2 separate regions of the Arabidopsis thaliana genome follow, and region 2 is linked to region 1. The links are chromatin contacts, called in public capture Hi-C maps. All regions are on one chromosome and are shown on one strand. The core of a region is the stretch at or near the end of the contact, and the rest is flanking DNA. Distances in the headings are between cores, read along the strand shown. Region 1 holds the start of AT1G62290 (Saposin-like aspartyl protease family protein). Region 2 holds the start of FMO GS-OX3 (flavin-monooxygenase glucosinolate S-oxygenase 3).

Region 1 (2,952 bases), core at 272-2,771:
AATTGTAGAGATCCAATTAACATTGATATCTCATCTTTATATCAAGATTTCGCTAAACTACTTTTAATGTACAGGACTGAAAAGAGATAGCGTGCATACCACTCTTCTTATATGTGCTTGATCGCGAGGACTTGTACTTAGCATGAAAGTAACAAGACAGCTAGATAACAACGGGAACAAAACAATAAGTTTTATCTCTTAAACTAAAAACTAACAAATGGTGTAAAGCTTACCGAGAAAAAACATTTTCCTGATGGCACCCAAAGGTTAGAGCTTCCGGTATCAAAAATGACAGTGAACTTCTGCGGTGGAGTACCAATAGCAATCTCACCATAGTACTGAGCATCCAAGTAATTCTTGAGCGGGACAATATCAGCATCTCCAGAATCACCACCAAGATTGTTGTTGTACGAACGCAAAGAAGATCTCAAGGCCTCTTCTTGCTTGGAACCAAAGCGTGTTGCGAGTCGGTTGTTAGGATCCAACTTCAGTTTTTTCAGGCCAACTCTGAATGTTCCATCATTTCTCTTAGAATAAGCAGTGAAAAACAGCAGAAACGACACAAAGACCGAAAACGCAACCGCTCTCGAGTATACTCCCATTTTGACCTACAAAATCAAAGCAGTCATCAACAAACTGAAACAAATAGAAGTTACAAGAACATGCAAGTCTACTAAGACAACTGTTCCTCGATGCTATTTTACAGACTAAATGTGTAGCTTAAAAAACAAAGTTACAAACAAAAAAAAAAAGAAGATTTTGCAAAATGAAAGAGACTTTTGACAACGATAACTGTTAGATAAACTTAACAAAAAACAATTTTGAGAAAAAATGAAACAGTCGCAAATCAGCAAAAGGACTACATATTTGATGAATTATCGAAACAAATAATCTGATGACAACAAGATCTAGAACCATGAATTTTCAGTTAAATTATCGATTAATAATTCGAATGTGTGACAAATCGAAAACAGAGTATTAAAACATGTTCATTCCTAACAAAATTACACTATAATTACAAAATCAAACCAACCAAAATTTTATAACAAAGCAGAACAAAAGTGTCATCATGAATCAAAGTTGGAAAACATGATAGTAAATTAACAGTAGTTTTGAGAAGAATCAAACCAACACTAAAAAAGCTTCAATCAAATCATCAGATTTGAACATTTTTAAGACCAAAACCAGACATGCAAAAACACATACATATTCACCAATACATAATCTAACAGAATCCAAACACAGATCATGCATAATACAATCGAAGAACATAGGAAACTAAATTAACCACAAAAAAAAAAAAATGGAAAGACCAGATTTATCAAAAAGAGAAAACCTGAAGTTATCAAAAATCAAGAACTCGGAATATTTAGGGAGAGAAATTTAAGAAATGGTAATGAGATCGATCATAGCAGAAGTACTAGAACTCACCAGAGTGTTTAAGCACCAGATTCTGAGAAAGACCACAACGGCTTCAGTTATCGAGGAAATGTTATGCAGCCACGATATTAAAAGTGGGACCCACCTAGTTTCGTTTTGATCTAAGCCGTTGAATTTAATAGGCTAAAGGTTTTGATCGTTGACGTGTTGATAAGATATGACCCACTAAGTTTTGTTGGTAAGTTGCTACACTCGAGCTTAATTTACTTGCTCTTTCGGATTTTTTATAACTGTTTAATTAGACAATTTTAGAATTTCCAAAATTTGAAATAGTTTTTAGATTCCAAAATAGATTTTCAAATTTTGTGAGAAAAAATAACATGGTTGAAGAAAAGGGACAAAAAAAATCATGTTTGGATAGTTTTTCATGGGCCTTAAAAGCTCATTCTATTTGGATAAGGGTTTCATAAACGTTTGCCACAAACCTGAAATTAACCATGCATGCAATAATCAATATAACAATCTCATCAGGAACACATGATCCTAACAAAAATAATAATCATATGAACTACATATATCATACAATTTATAAACAATACCCATATTTAACTCGATAATATCATATGTCCACATGAGTCTCAGGTATATGATTGACATAGTGTCGCAATAATGCTCCAAAAATAAGGATTTGAGCAATTACACATACGTAAATGAGAATCTGAACAATTACAAACAAAAACAACCATCAAATGAGAATTTTGACATGCTATAAGTTAAGCTCAAAAATGGAAAAAAAAAACGAAAGCACCTAACCTAAGCTTAGTGTTAAGATGGTGGTGCTTCATTTAAAATATTTTTCTAGTTGTTTGTCTTTCTTGCTGTGCAGATAGATGTTTTAATATACTCAATTTCATCACCACGTACTTATTAAATCATTTCGGAACAGTTCCCAAAGTTCTTGAGCCATCAAAATTTTCAAAATAACCAGTTTATGTTCTTTTGTGATTGTTTAAACATGATTATTTTGTTTAAGAAGATGAGAAGTCTCGAAGGCTAAAGAAGAGGGGCAAAAAGAACCATGAAGTAATTTCTTGGTCTCTTCCTTTCTTATGTCCATTTTATGATTTTGATATTTTGCTCTGACTGCCTAGCTAGCTATGAAAACTTTAATTAGTCACGTCTTTGCATCAGATTTTAATTTGTTATTTGGTATGAAATTTTATCCCCAAAAGTTGTTCAATGACATTCAAAATTACCGTATTCTTGTTGGCATTTCAAAATCTACTTTTCTTTTTCTTGTTGCAAGCTGTTTGATCATAATTAGATTTCAAGGTTTGAATAATGGCTCTTGATGTTTTAAAATAAAGAGACAAACAAGAATAACATGCACATTTGGGTTCTCACCAATTCCAACGATTATGTTGTCTATAGCAGTCAATCCAGTTAGATCCTTGCCAATCAATTGTGCCCCAATGATATCGTTAACATGTGTCTTTTAGTATTCAGTCCAACCTAAATCACACAAGCAAGTTACGATGATGCAAATGATCGTTCATCACAAAGCCATACTAG
Region 2 (2,952 bases), core at 247-2,746, 150 kb after region 1:
GATTGATAGATTCGGTGTCTCTTTCTGAGATTTCAGCATATATGTTTGATTCTGTCTTTTTATAGGTTGATAAATCGATTCATGACCCACTGGAATAATGAGAAGGCTTTTAGGTATGATTACGTTGAAAAAATCCCGCTTTCACTCTTTGAAAGATAGCTGAGCCGAGATGGCCAGATTAAAGGTCATGAAGTTCACTGTTTCAGACTATGAAGGGAGGTTAGGAGTTTCACAAGATAACTAGAGAAAATTCCAACTGCAACTTGTCTCAAGAAGGAAATGTAATTATAGATAAACGAAAGAAAGAACAGAGGAAAAGAACAGTGATGTTGGGTAGGAAAACAGGTGAATGACTTTCAACGTGCCTGAACTAAAATGAAAATTTTCCCCCATAAAATACATAGCATCGTACCAATTAACGTAACGATCCTTTCACCCTTTGTATTTCTGTGTCTAGTAGTTGAAGAAATGTTGGTTGAATTCAGTTTGGTTTCTCTATGGTCCATACGTAGAACATCAACTAAAATCATAAAGCTAATTAAGAATTGTGATATAGTGTGATCTAGCCTACGCATCTCTTGCATGTTTTGTGTAGGACGATTTAATTGTCTCTAAGAAAACACAACTCTCCTTTTAAAGACACCCATATATTTCTTTTAATTTATATATATTTGAATATATGCTCATTTAAAAACACTTATATAAATAATCAATGTGGATGCTCTCAAAGTTTTCTTGACAGATTTTGGTGCTAAATTTTTAAGGTACATTCCTGGATTTTTTTTCATTGTTTTCTATTTTGTAAATTGACTTATAGAGAACTTCTATTGATTTTTAAAAAAAAATCATAGCGCGAGTAAATGATAACGGTAACGATGAAATCTAATGAGTAATGAGAATGAATATGTATACATTGATTTTTGAATTTATTCGTAGTGCGAGTAAGTGATAACGGTAAGTCTGTAACGATGAAATCTAGTAATGATTAATGATTTCTCTTTCTTATATATATATATAAATGAAATCAGCGATGTGGAACTTTCGATGGATGTAATAGTAGCTTTCCAAGGATTGTCTTTTTTTTTTCTTGTCCACGAAAATATTAACTGTAGACAATTATTTGTTGTCCCATCTCCACCAAGATTCCTGCCTTGCAAATTCCACACGTGTTTTCACTTTCTTCACCAACCTACTGGATTTCACTAGTTTGTCTGTAAATTAACTTGCTTGTCTACGACAGCTAAATAAATAAGGAATCGTAAAAGACTAGATTTATTTAATAAAGAAGTTACGTTTATAACGAAAAAATATTTCTTAGCAAAATAAGATTATCTTGTGATGAAGTTTCATTTCAACAAACATAAGATGAACATGATAAAAAAAAAATCATAAGAATAAGAACACAAAAAGAAATGAAAAAGGACCTATTATTAAATAAATAAACTTTGACAAAAGCAATGCCCGGAGCTTAAAAGGTCACATAAAAATTGAAAAATTTCTAATCACTTACACGTCGTTCACCGAACACGTGGATTGGAATGAGTAATAAAATTCCATAACCATTAGATGAAATGTAACATCTGTAATCTTGCCATTAAAATATAGTATTTATATTTGGCCTGAAGCTGATGCAACTTATACACAAAACCTACTATTATTAAGATTTGACAAAATATGGCACCAGCTCAAAACCAAATCACTTCTAAACACGTGGCAGTGATCGGAGCCGGACCAGCCGGTCTCATAACGTCTAGGGAGCTCCGTCGTGAAGGTCACAGTGTAGTTGTGTTTGAACGGGAGAAACAAGTCGGTGGTCTATGGGTTTACACACCTAAATCCGATTCCGATCCACTTAGCCTTGACCCCACCCGATCCAAAGTCCACTCGAGCATCTACGAGTCTCTCCGAACCAATGTCCCGAGAGAAAGTATGGGTGTCAGGGACTTCCCGTTTTTGCCACGTTTCGATGACGAGTCAAGAGACGCGAGACGTTATCCAAATCATAGGGAAGTTCTTGCGTATATTCAAGACTTTGCTAGAGAGTTTAAAATAGAGGAGATGATCCGGTTCGAGACCGAGGTGGTTCGCGTTGAACCGGTTGACAACGGGAACTGGAGGGTCCAGTCGAAAAACTCCGGCGGGTTCTTGGAAGATGAGATCTATGACGCCGTCGTGGTTTGCAATGGTCACTATACAGAACCAAATATTGCTCATATTCCTGGTAAAAATATTAATTTATAAATACTCACCTTTTCTTTTAATAACAGTGTAAAAGTTAGTTGAGAATAACCAAAAAATGTGTATCCATAGGTATAAAATCGTGGCCAGGAAAGCAGATTCATAGCCACAACTATAGAGTTCCTGATCCATTCGAAAACGAGGTAATTTTTTTTTCCTTTGTAAAAGAAGGTAAAGCATATGGTCTAGGTTAAGAAAACTTTCTACATCATTGCGTCTATATGGAAGAACTCCATCTCTCAGTTCTTGGAAGTAAAGCATTGTTCGTATGCATTTAGAAATTTAAATTAGCTCTATCAGACGCTTGGGTGATAGGAGGTATGATGCAGCTTTTCAAGTTTGGCTTGCAGCCCAAGCTTGATTAACTCGCATCTAATTGTTCGGACTACAAAATTTTTGAAAAAATCTTTAAATTTTTCTCTCGATAAACCGTTCCGTCAGTTGTAAAAATGCTATTTTTTCTTTGAATATAATTTAACATTAGATTCAAAAAAAAGATAAAAAATTAGCTCTATTAAATTATTAATACGTAAACGTAACTGTAAGTTGGTCCACAAAATTATATATCATAATTAATTTCATTTACGATCTATATTATTGTATTGATATTTTGCTAGGTGGTGGTGGTGATAGGAAATTTTGCGAGTGGTGCCGATATTAGTAGGGACATAGCTAAGGTCGCAAAAGAAGTCCACATTGCGTCTAGAGCAAGGG

What was found. Capture Hi-C pulls out chosen DNA fragments and counts their contacts.
Region 2: a capture Hi-C map of root shows a contact between it and region 1, with 2.3 times the contacts expected there. A contact is called at or near these places in 2 of 3 other capture datasets (root and seedling).

What each region holds. Positions count from the first base shown.
Region 1 is chr1:23,012,080-23,015,031 of TAIR10.1, forward strand. It overlaps AT1G62290 (Saposin-like aspartyl protease family protein), which reads right to left and starts at 1,522. Exons shown (of 13, transcript NM_001036142.3): 1 at 1,432-1,522; 2 at 234-608; 3 at 100-160. The coding sequence starts at 602.
Region 2 is chr1:23,158,238-23,161,189 of TAIR10.1, forward strand. It overlaps FMO GS-OX3 (flavin-monooxygenase glucosinolate S-oxygenase 3), which reads left to right and starts at 1,497. Exons shown (of 7, transcript NM_104934.3): 1 at 1,497-2,221; 2 at 2,311-2,381; 3 at 2,856-2,952. The coding sequence starts at 1,675.